Regions from separate parts of the Drosophila melanogaster genome. Here region 2 is linked to region 1. The links are chromatin contacts, called in public Hi-C maps. All regions are on one chromosome and are shown on one strand. The core of a region is the stretch at or near the end of the contact, and the rest is flanking DNA. Distances in the headings are between cores, read along the strand shown. Region 1 overlaps shep (alan shepard). Region 2 holds the start of shep (alan shepard).

Region 1 (6,034 bases), core at 2,209-4,708:
ACACACACCCTCAAGCCTTGGGGCGCACTTAATGTTCATTAAATTTATGAAAATTTCAGCAATGATTTATGATTCTTTTGGGGGCAGTTGGCTCCCCACTTTTCCGCTTTTCCGCTTGTTCTCTCCCTTTCTGTCCGCTGGAGAATCGTTTTAATGAGCTTTGAAGTCGATGTGAGCTCGATTTAATGGCGTTTCTAGGGATTTTTTTTTTTTACATTTTCCTGGGTGTCGTTTGAGTAGATAAAAGCGTTTCTTGATTGAATTAGTTGGAGCGGATTTTAATATCGTGTGTGGAGTGATAGCAACATTTCCATTGAACATATTCATTAGAAATGGATTTTAGGGATTAACAGTATATAGAAGTAAAGTAATACCAAGTACTTTTAATGAAATCTCATCGATTCATGCATTATAAGTGCCATTTTGAGGATAAGCGCTATGTTCCAATATTCTGTAGCCCATTGTGTTGACTTCCGTCCACCAACTGCTCTCACTCCATTAGGATTCATGTGCAGTTGGCGACCCATTCCCCCAAAAGATAACTCCCTTAACGGTGGGTTGGGCACGCACCAAATTAACCTGACCATTGAATGCTTTGGTTGGAACACCCATTCCAGCCATTAAGATATCAATTTTATGCATGCCCACAGCTCGAGACTCGGACAAATCCTCGGCTCAGTTGACCAATTGCGCTCATACATTGATATTATATATTACCGATTACATACAATCTATTGTGGAGAGGGGGGGGGGGGGGGTTGTGCAGTAAGTGTGGGGTTTTCGGGGATCGACTGTCTAATTTAGTCCGAGACATGACTTCAAATGTCAACCAATTGTTGGCCCCCACCGACACTCCGCCCAGCAGTTAATGTCCATTATGGATGGCTGTCCATTAATGCTCATGTTTTCATGGTTATGTTTGTCATTAAAATGGACAACACGCATACAGAGACACAAAACGCACACACACACACACACACGCATCCAACAGGATGTCACAAGCACACGAGGAGCTGCGAGAAACAATGACCTCGTAAACGTGGTGAATTTAGTCAAAAGTCGGAGCAAAGTGCACTTAAAGGTCTAAAAATAATATTATTTTAGACAGCTGTTTTTATACGTGTTTCTCAAATTCATTGATTTCTAGAAAAGACTAAGCACTGCTTTCTTGTTCGTTATTCTAACCTTGCAGTGCAAATCCTCTGCCATCGCTGCATAACTAAACTAATTTCCATCTCCTGCATATCCTTGAAATTGCTGGCCACACCAAGCAGCTTAAATCCTCGGATTTCCTCACATTTCAGTGGCTTTTAGCCCCCTTTTTGTGGGGGGTTTACCCCACTGCAGCGGATGCACTTAATGCAATTCCGCTTATTTCTTAGCAATTCAGGTATTTTATTCACATTTTGCACTTGAACATCACTGACACACACACACACTTACCCACGCACCAGCCCCCTCTGACATTTGTGGGCGTGGTACCAAGGAGATTCTAAGAGGGATTATGAAATGGAATTTGTGGATGGATGGCTTGCTTTAAAACTGAGGAGTACGCCAATGTTCTCATTTCAGCTATGCCGAATTTTCTGCTTTGCATATTTTGCCGTGACTTGCCAAGAGTTTCTTTCCATTTTTTTGCGCTGGAAAATGTTCGCCTAGAGTCGGGATAATGAGATTATGATGGATACATTCCTGCTCGGCTCCGTCTTAAGGTGGCTTAGTGCTTTTGTGAGAGATGTGAGGGGTTGGTGTAGAAGGGCAGGGGCTTTTGTGAAAAGCCAGCTGGAAAAGCCCTTCGGATTGCCTGCTTAATGGCCAAGTATTACCGCAGGATTGTCCTGGCAAATTCAAAGTTCACAAAGTCAGCTGAACTGAAGTCAAGGCTAAAATCAACTTTATTTCATGATTCCGCCAACCCCTTTTTCGTATTTTATCTTCTCATTGTCAACGCCTACAATTTGCTCCGTAATTTCCCATTAATGGCGGTAAATCTGTTTACCCTCGGCATGTTTATCTAAAGTTCGCTCTTATCACATATTTCCTAAAAATAAACCGAACACAAACAGAAATCCATAATCGATAAGAGACGCCCACCAAAAACTTACCTGTTGCTCATACATATTTACTTAGTAACTTGAAATTAACCGATTTTCCTTGGCACAAAAGAAAATGTTTATTTTTTGACGATTGGTAATAACAATGACGTCTTTTAATCAAAAGTGACTAAGTTTTTGAGGCGTGAAAAATCTCTCCCTTTTTGAAATAGGACCCCCGGTTGAAAAACATTTTCCAAAACCCATACGAATTGATTCAAAAATAAATTGATCAAAAAATTGTTCGAAATTCAGAATTTGCTTATTTGGAAAACGAGCCAATTGTATTAACGACCTTTAATGTATAATAAATTATAAATTATGTGGAATTTCCGGCACATGTTTTACTTACAATATCAAAGAATATTTGATTCATATTTGTTCCATCTGCCCCACAGTGAATGTAGAGAATCCCCAATTGATGGGGAAAAAGAAGAGTGTGTGCTGATAAATATGGCTTCGCAAATACGAGCTTGGTCATTAACGTTAAAGCTTTTATCGTGCACTTCCACCAGCCTACACACAGTCTCTCTTTTCCCATCCTTGATGCCCCATTCCGAACTCCAATTTTTTTTCGCACATGTTTACTTATTTATTTCGATACACATTTCTATTTATTTCCTGCTGCGATTATTTTTGCGCTGCTGCTGCGACGTTGACAACAACAATTGCCAGCGATTGATAGGCGACATGCAATAAAAATGTTTGCCCAACACAGCGGAGGTCACGTTAATAGTGCTAGCCACTAAAACTAAATTAAAAAAGTAAAAATATTTTCTCAAGCTAGGATAAATACTAATCGCTTTGAGATCAGTTCCACTGAAAACATTATCTGCTGTCATAATGTTCCCCTATGCATATCAAAAGAACCCAATATATGCTAAGATATCGGTAATAGTTCATATACATATTTCACCATATGTTTATGTGATATACCCATATATCACTAATTCCATTATTCGTGGTGCGGGTATTTATCTTGAAACATACTCAAAGAGGCATTTGCATTGGCGATCCTTTTTAATCAACATATTGTTTTCACATGCCAAAAGGCGACTAATTTAGCTATATTATGGCCAGTAATTGTAACTTGTTTATAGTTGTTACATACATACATATGTATTTATATGAATGTACCATTATTTTTACCACCGCTATTTGCGTGTTTTAGTGCGTGTTGTGTTTTCTGTGGAACGAGGGGTGGTGATTTGAGTGGGTGTGGACTGTTTGGGGCTTAGTGTTTAGTCCGTTTTGGATGGTCAATCGTCAATCGGTCAGTCAGCGACAAAAGTGCCGCAAAGTGGTGGCTCGTTGATGCTGCTGACGTCTCTGCCGTGGCCAACGTCGATGCCAGCGCAGATGTCTACGTCGATGGCGAGAAGATAGTGAAAGAGGAAAGGGAGTCAGTAAGAGAGAGCCCAAAAGTAGTTGGACTGATAAGAAAAACGAACGTGCATGATGAATAAACCATAAATGCGAGGAGGAAACAATAAGAATGGTTGGGAAAAAGGCCAAATAATGAGCATTTAATTTCTTGACGACCTGCAAACGAATGTTAATGAAAATGGAATGAAACGAGCCAGAAGAAGTAAATGCACCCTATAGAAATACACTGAGAAGAATAGATTCATTGGCTAAAAGAGTATAAATAAATTAACAATTGCTTAGAAATCACACAACTAACGTTTTGTTCTGAAAATGTATACGCACATATAATAATTTTGCTTGAACCATTAATTTATTACAGTGTATAATCAAACATGATGCGATAAAATAAGAGAATAGCAATGTCAATGTAAATGGCAAGGGGAATCGGTGATGGGAAGCGGAGAATGGGAGGTAAAGGATGGCAGTAAAAGTTGGACCCATGGAAAACTAGAAACGCACGAGAGCAACAGTCCAATAACAACAAAAAAAGGCAGAAAAAATATAACTTGGAGTCCAACTCGCATAACAGTTGAACAAACAGTAAATGCTATTAGAACTAGAAGAAGAAGAAGAAGCAGCAGCACAGAAGATGCTGCCTGCGTCACTGGCTAGAGGGAGATAGATATAGAGGGAGGATGCTTCTGCCGGCGTCGCTGCTATTACTGTAATCGCGACGCCGTTGATAATGTATTTAATATTAACAATTGCGGTCATCACATTAGTACTCTAAACAAAGAGTATTACTGAAAATGTATTTGATATTAACAGCTGTAACTCGAATAATAATGGTTTTTCATAAGTTACATTCCTTGCATAATTCACGTTGATTGCCTCCTATGTTTGACACTCGTGTCATGTAATCTGATATTCTACTAATGTGCCCGCAGCTGTGCGTACCTATCCCATATGAGTGTATTTTTTTGCCGCATTCACACCCCGCTGCTTCTATGTACGTTGACGTTGACGTCGACTGCGAGACTTTGAGCAACCAGCATGAAAATGCAGGAGGGGCGGAAGAGTAGGAGGGGAGATGCCGCAAGCCGATAAAAAGGCAGGCAAAGTCGCAATTTTCCTCAACACACACACACACACGGATGAGTGTGTGGGTGCCTTTTCCATATGGGCGCATTTATACGCGTTCGTTTTCAATTGAAAATTCCCCACGGCTATCGCCCTCTCGCTCTATAATATTGTTTCTCTCTCTGTTTCGTTTGTTTTGCTATTATCACGGTTGTTCCCTCATCTTCCATGAATCCCTCAGCCTCTCATCCATTCTTCTTAACCCACATACACGATTTTCTTTTTTGCCAACGCATTTTGCTTTTTATCAGCTGATATTCGCACTCCCCCTTCTTAACGCGAATAAAATGTAAGCCATAAAATTGCTATTCTCCATTGAAATTGCTTTCTGTAACTCGTTTCTTTTGTCTCATTGTCGTCTTTTGCATATCTTTATCGAATACTTTTTGCCTGATTTGATGCTTTGTTAGACGTTCAGATCATAAATTTGAATGAAAAGAAGAAATATTACATTGATGATTCATGGATGGAGGTGAATTGGGTAATGCTTTATGAAATTTGGAAACTATTGTATTGAATTTAAAACCAAACTTAGAAATCTTTCATTAATTTTATTCATATGTAAATATGTAAGCATATGACATTTACAGCTTTCCTAGAACACAACAGATCCGGTCAAATGCAATTACCTCCATGGGAATTCCTCCCCTGTATTCTTTTCCAATTTATCAATTAAGTAATTGTCAATCAATCAGTAGAAGCATTCTCAAAAAGTCAAAGATTCATTTGCGGTGAGTTATGGGCAATTCCAGTATGAACGAACATCCCATCTATAAACAGGTTTTTGTCTAAAACTTCGTGAGTTCAAAACAATGTTAAATTTTTCATTATTATAAAAAGTGGGTTAGCCAAAAGTTTAAGGCGAACAAGGGGATTCCTTCAACTCGACACTCATTTTTACCATTTTTATTTGTCTTTTCGAACCACTCTAAAGTTGTAGCTCTATAATAAATTGTGGAAAATGAGTGATTCAAGGCAGACAGGTGGTCATGATAATAATTTTTTTTATGTTTTTCGTGGTGCGATGGTGCCAATTTAATAGTTTTTCACTCATCGCTCGTGTTTCCTCCACGGTCGATGATTTATTTTTACGAGCAAACAAACAAAATTCGGCCCAAAAGCCGCCAAAAAATGAGAGAGAGACAGAAATTGATGACCAGCTCATCAGCTGGTGACTTTTGAGTTGGGGGTGGTGAAAAATTCGGGTCCGGGCTAATAGAAGACAGTGGATGCCAGACAGCCGCAGTTCTGAATTTTTTTCTCACGGTGCCAAAAAGCAAAAGAAAACCACTTGTTAAAAACTACTTATATGCACAGTGAATGATCAGTAAAGTGGGCCATACATATGTACATATGTATGTATATATGGTTTTGTGTTGTTAAAGATGCATTTTATAAAGTTTGGATGTATTTTTTGTTACTTTCTTAATAAA
Region 2 (6,288 bases), core at 3,697-6,196, 90 kb before region 1:
TGACCAAAACCGAAAACTGTAACAGAGTTATCAACATTTTGACAGCTTCAATTGCGGAAGAACAACAGAATTATGCCAAAAACAATAAGCCGATTTCAGGGCGAACTAGCTAGAATTAAGTACTTAAAAATTGCAGATTTCGCAAACGAAAGTCAGAACTTTAATTTAATGCCATTTATGTACATCAGTAATAAGCTTAGATGGTTTATTTAAGTTGTGAATTAGTTGTTAAATATGAATGAGTTAGAATGATTAGCCCAATGATACGAACAATTATACATCATAACTGAATGCTATAATATATTAAGGCTGTGACCCTTTTTGCTATTATTTAACAGGCAAAATACTTCATCGTAGCTTAATGAAGTTTAAAGTTAGTTTATAAGCCTTTCCCTTTAAGCCAGTTGAGTATCTTTTGGCCCACACATTTTGCAGATCAATCACTCACCCAAAATGCTGTGATTTTTCCCAACTTTGGACAGGAGTCTGGCAGCATCCACTAATGAAGTTGGTCTTCAAGGAGCTAAAAAACAATTTGTATACCAAAAATGGCAACAACGCCTTTAGGAAGTTTTTTTTATTAAGCTATCAATCAGTCTGCAAAAACTTTTAAACAGTAGAAACCTTTAAGAGAAGGACAAACCAGAAAAAAAATCAGATATATTTTTTATAATATACATAATCAATAAAAATTACAACAAATGTTTCCCTCTTATCCGCATAGCCATAAATATTTGTGAGTATTTTTCAAAATTCCTAATCATAATCAACATTTGCAGCTTTAACAACAAAATTATGATCGGCAGATACGATGCCAAAGAACCATTTTCATTTGCCGCCTAATGGATTTTCCGGGGACCGACGAGTGGCTGCAGCACTGGGGCCGGAAAAGTGGGCGTGGTATTCCCCTGACATAGAGTTAAGGAAAGGAAAGGAAAGGAAAGGAAAGCCGCAGATGCCGCCGCAGCATGTGTGTGCGTTTGAGCGCCTTGCCACTTTCAGTTAATTCCCTTCACTTGGTCGTAAACTTTACGCATTCACTGTAATCAAATTTTATGAAATGCTCAGACCCAGTTGTCTTCGTTTTTGGCTCTTTTGTTCAAAGGGGATATTCACTGTGGCCATGTGTGTATGTGGATGGTGCACTTTAATGTTTGTACTATGGTTTTCGGATGGCTGAAGCTCTGTGTTTGCGGCCTTTGAGTGAAAATTTTGCGGCATAGATAATTAAATAATAAATTGTTGTAATGTCTACATTTGCGCCCTTCGACTGTTGCATTTGGCTGAAAGATCATAAATGATTTATATGCACATTGAATGCGTCGACAATAGATTTAATTTAACGATGTCTTGGCGACGATGATGGCGATAATGATGATGCCGGCGACGCCGCCATTTTGGCTTTGCTCCACCATGGCTTTCCCGCTTTTCCGCCTTTTCCCTAGGATTCTCCCCACACACACACACACACACACACACACCCGTCGAGGTAATTACGCGGAAATGGTTGAGCAGGAGGAAGGGAAATGGGCCAGCCAACATCAATATTCTTCCTTCATTCGCATATTAAATCTATGTCATTTTATATAAATTAATTTCACCAATGACATTCAATGTCTGCTCGGTCGAAAATGGATTATGAACGTAATATATTGCAAATATGGGGATGTTCTTTGATGTGTATTTGTGAACATATTAATGTGGTATCGACAACCAAAGCGAAGAACATCGATGGTGGCATTTAATTTGGAAATAAGGATGGGGATTGTTTTCTTGTATAATTATGTGTGTAATAATACCAGTTTGTCGTGGATTTTTAAAGTGAATAACAAGTTGTATAAGTGATAAATCATATTTTATATGATATCCTCGTTTTTTTCCCCACCTCCTGCGTAGGAAAACCTTGAACTGAGATGCTAGCCATTCATGGCCGAGCAATTACCGACTGCAGTTTGATTGAATTTAAATTCTCGAGCTCGCCTTGAGCACTCCTTATCTGAAAGTCAGTCGTGTCCTGTGACAACCTCTGCCTCTGCCTGCGCACATTTCTCTCCTTGGGCGAGTCATAAATTATCCTTAGATCACGCGCCAACAAAAGCGTTTCGTACACTTCACTTGCTCTGGTTCTGTAGTTTTCCCTATTGTTTTTTTCTGTTTTTTTTTGGTCCTTACGCAGTGACCTATACAATGCATTCCATTGGGAAACTAGTGGTTGTAGTTCCTGGCCTGTAGACCCTTAGATTCCATGATTCTATCGTTTTTTTTTTTATTTTTTAACTAGCTTGAATTCCTGGCAGTCACATGCCGACAGAGGCGCAGCGCCAAGATGATGGAAACAGCTGACATTTCACTTTCTTGATGCGATTACGCAGCGAGGAGTGCCCACTGCACCCCATCGCCTCCACTTGCTTTGCCACCCCCTCACTCGCCGCTTTTCCGGCCTTTTCGCCCACACTGCAAATTGCTTACGGTCACGTAGCAGCGTTGCCCCCGCCCCCCTCCCCTATGGCTCGCTTCCCCCGAAAGCCCTTACTTCTCCTTTTTGCTGCTGTTGCGCGACAAGAATTTTTTCGCTTCAAGCGGTGGCCAAGAAACTCTACACTGAGCAAAAATGTGTCTACATTGTATCAATGTGGATCATATATAAAGTATGTGTTTTTTTGTTTTGCAAATAGCCCAAATAAATTAATGTTCTTACTTCATAAAATAAAAAACAATAAAACTGAAAGACGGGTAAGTTAACTTATTAATTTTCTGACATTTAAATTTACTAAACAAAAATATTTTTTAAGCCACATCCTAAAAAATATCAATAATTTTCCTACCAACGCAAGCTGAAAAACTATGTATGAAAGGCAGGCAGGCAGTGTAGGAAAAAATGGGTTTTGGAGTGGGCAACAAAAGGAAAATGGTGCCAAACTTAATGAAAATACCAACGCGTCGTCATTTTGGCCGCAGAGAGGCTGTTGCCACGCCCCCTCCCCCCCTCCACCGATCCGCTGGCAACTTTCCACCCCCCAAGCCCATCCATCTTGCATGCCATTTTCCCGTTCTACCAATATGTTATTTTTCATGCGTTTTAGACGAAAGTGTTTCAGCCCACTGTGCGTGAGATACTGTCTTCTTTTTTTTTACTATCTGCCCCATCTTTCGATTTATTGGCGTTTTTTGATTTCTTGGCCCATTTTTCAGATACAGTAGTTTCTCTATTGTTGTCTAGAAAGATTTCATTTAAAGGTTGTAGTTAATTATTGCAGGGACAAACAATAATATAATAAAGTACAATTTTTTTTCAAAATTTTGGATGTCCAAATTATTAGGTATACATATTTATTTAACTTTCTTTACCAGTTTTCACTGTTTTAAAATTCGTTGATTTCTTGCTTCATTTTTGTTGTATATTGTTTTTCTGCCGCTGCTGCTTTGGAAAATTTGCATATCTCGATAGTGTCAGTAAATTTGCATATTTAAGATAAATTTAAATTCCTTGCATGTTTTGTTGTATTAACATTTTTTTTTTGTTCCATCCAATTTCATTTCGAGTATTGTCCTTTCTGTCTGCTCCTGATGCTGCTTCTTGTTTGTTGGTCCTGGCCCATTCTTCAAATTTTGTCGTTGCTATTGCAAATTTATTGTTTGTAGGCTTATGGGGCGGTGGGAGTGGCAGTACAGGCTGTCTTCATATATGTATTTATACTTGGAGATGTTACAGTCGCGAGTCAAGTAATTAGATATAAAAGCTTAATTGTAAAAAAAAGTTGTTATCTATTGAAATGTATCAAGCTGGATAAAAATAAAATATATATATATATTTAAAATCAAAGTCGCCGTAAAAGTTTAAATGTTTATATTTTTTCGCCCGCTGCTGTCTGAGTGGTTGGGTTTTATGTGGGCAGTGGGCGTGGCAGTGCTTTACAATGCGTGGGAGTCGCTCTCATTTCGATTTTTTCAGTTTTAACCCCCTATCTGCTTATTTTTCGTTGTCGTCATCATGCATCATTTGTTTAGTCCCTTAGTCCTTTGTTATGTGCCAAAAGCTATGGGGCGGTGGGTGGTGGTTGGTGAAAAGCGGGCGGAAGGACGTGTGGTGTGTGTCGCCCTTTTATGCGACGCACTTGTTGAGAATATTAATTTTATTTAAATATTTCAAAATAACACACTAGATGCTGTTGCTGGCTTTACAGTTTTTGGTGCACACGTTTTTATTTTATTTTTTTTTTTATTTTGCGCCATTTGCGTAATGAACTGATATAATGGGATTGGGAAAACTGACAACCATGTGTATCAAATTTGAAAAAGGAAAGTTATATAAACTTAGCACTGAAAATAGGCTTTTAAAATGGTGATTTTAATTGGTTAAATCGGATCTTTATTTTTGATTAGTGACGAAATGTAATGACGAAAACTTTGTATGCAATGCATATTTTCGAATATTTACAATGTTATTTCGATTTTTTAATTAATAATCTTGAATTTTATTCCAGAAAATAAAAAAAATATAATGCATGAAATTAATAAAATTGTTATAAATAATACAGTAGAAACCCGAAAGAGTTTCGTTAAACAGCAAAGCGCAAGCTAATAAGAGGCAATAAGAAGAGAAATTTTCTAAGAGAGTACAATTTGAAGAGAAGAAATATATACAGTAGCGGAAAAAGGAGTATGTACACAGAATATATTTGCTACACGGCCACATATCCAACCCGAAGTTAAAGTTCTTGTGCTATTTTATTAAGACCTTTATTATTATGCTACTCGCCGCTGAAAATTCTTTTTTACACAATGTTTAAACTACATAGAGTAAAAGAAAATATTTAATATTATGAGTCGCACCTAGACTATTTTCCGCTACTGTAGATTGCTGTAAATTAAGCGAGAGAGCGAAGAGAGCATTGCCGGCAGAAAAGGAAGAAGAAGAAGCTCATACCATTGCCGATTGCTGTCGCGTTGCGCTTTCTTCGTTTTTTTCGGCTGCGCAAACTTATATTTTGTCGTTGTAATATTTTGCATAAATATATAAATTAAAACGCGTGACGGAACAACAAACAAATAACGAAGACAGCAAAATAAAAGGGCGAAAAATCGAAACGAAAACGAGTCGAATTACTTTCAAGTGCAAATAGTGTGCGTGGGCGTGAGATTGTGTGTGTGTGTTGTGTTTGTGCGACTGTGAGTGCGTGTGTTTGTGTGCAAAAAAAAAACAGAACGTGCAACAAGAAGCAAGAAGAAGAGCCATCAGCAGCTGACAAACCAGCAATAAAACGAAATTTCAATAAGTAAGCAACATTTAGGCAAAGCTAAAATCCAAAAGCAAATCGAACAAGAGGAAAAACTACCTTTGGAAGCCCCGCAAAGCAGACGTAACAATGGCAAAAGCAACAAATTTGCGGCTCTCAGCTAATTGAAAGCGAATGTTGTTGTTTTAGAGCAATGCACTCGATAAAAAATACATAAAGCAATGGCATAAAAATACAAAAATAAGAACGGCACAGCACAGCAGACGAAAAACAATAATACAACTGGGAAAAACGAAAAAGTCAAATGAGAGAAAGAGAGAGAGAGCAATAATTATTTAAATCTTATCGCAGTGCAAATTTATTTTTCACCTTTTGCTTTGCTCACTTGTTGTTTGCCGGTGCTCTTTCCACCCGCTCTTTGTTCTCTCTCTCTCTACTCTCTTTCTCTTGTGCACTGCGCTCTCCTTCTCTATTTTGCTGTCATTGTCCTTAAATAAGCAATAACAAAAAATAGCAACAACAACAAGTGCAATTGATAAAAAGCAATAGCGTAAAAACAATTGAATAATTTCCTCCGCATATCAATAAATTATTGTGTGTTCCTGTGTGTTTGTGGCTGTCTGGCGGCATATAAATAAATTTGCAAACCAAAAAAAATTGGCTGGCCTGTGCTGTGTGCTATTTTTAATGCCAAAATGCAAATGTTGCAACTGCCGCGCGGGAAAGAGACAGAAACAGTGCTAAAATAACTCGCTGAATGCTCCGTTGCAAGTAAAAAAAACAATTTAAGACGGGTGGTGCTAATAATAATCAACAAAGTTGCTAGTGAAATATTAATAACAAATTATAAGCACGGCAAAATAAGCTGAATATGGCACAGAATGCTAAAAAGAAGCAATAAAAATAGAGAGTGGGAGAGAGAAAGAAGAGTGCAGAGAACAGTGTTGCCGTGCGGCAGTCAGAGCAAACGGGTTGGGCTGTAAAAAAGTGGTAGAAAAATAGACGAAAAGTTTAATTAGCAGAAAAAATACTGACCTCATTTTATACATTA

Evidence for each region. Hi-C and Micro-C count contacts between places; a contact is called where the count stands out from the background.
Region 2: a Hi-C map of the Kc167 cell line shows a contact between it and region 1, with 2.3 times the contacts expected there. A contact is called at or near these places in 39 of 107 Hi-C or Micro-C datasets (the Clone 8 cell line, the D17-c3 cell line, the Kc167 cell line and 20 more) and 4 of 7 datasets of targeted methods (the Kc167 cell line and the S2 cell line).

The regions. Positions count from the first base shown.
Region 1 is chr3L:5,185,460-5,191,493 of dm6, reverse strand. All of the region lies in intron 4 of shep (alan shepard), which reads left to right. Among named protein-coding and RNA genes, the nearest start is that of Srp54k, 36 kb to the right of the region's middle.
Region 2 is chr3L:5,276,602-5,282,889 of dm6, reverse strand. shep (alan shepard) reads left to right here and starts at 4,946. Exons shown (of 12, transcript NM_001259707.1): 1 at 4,946-5,276.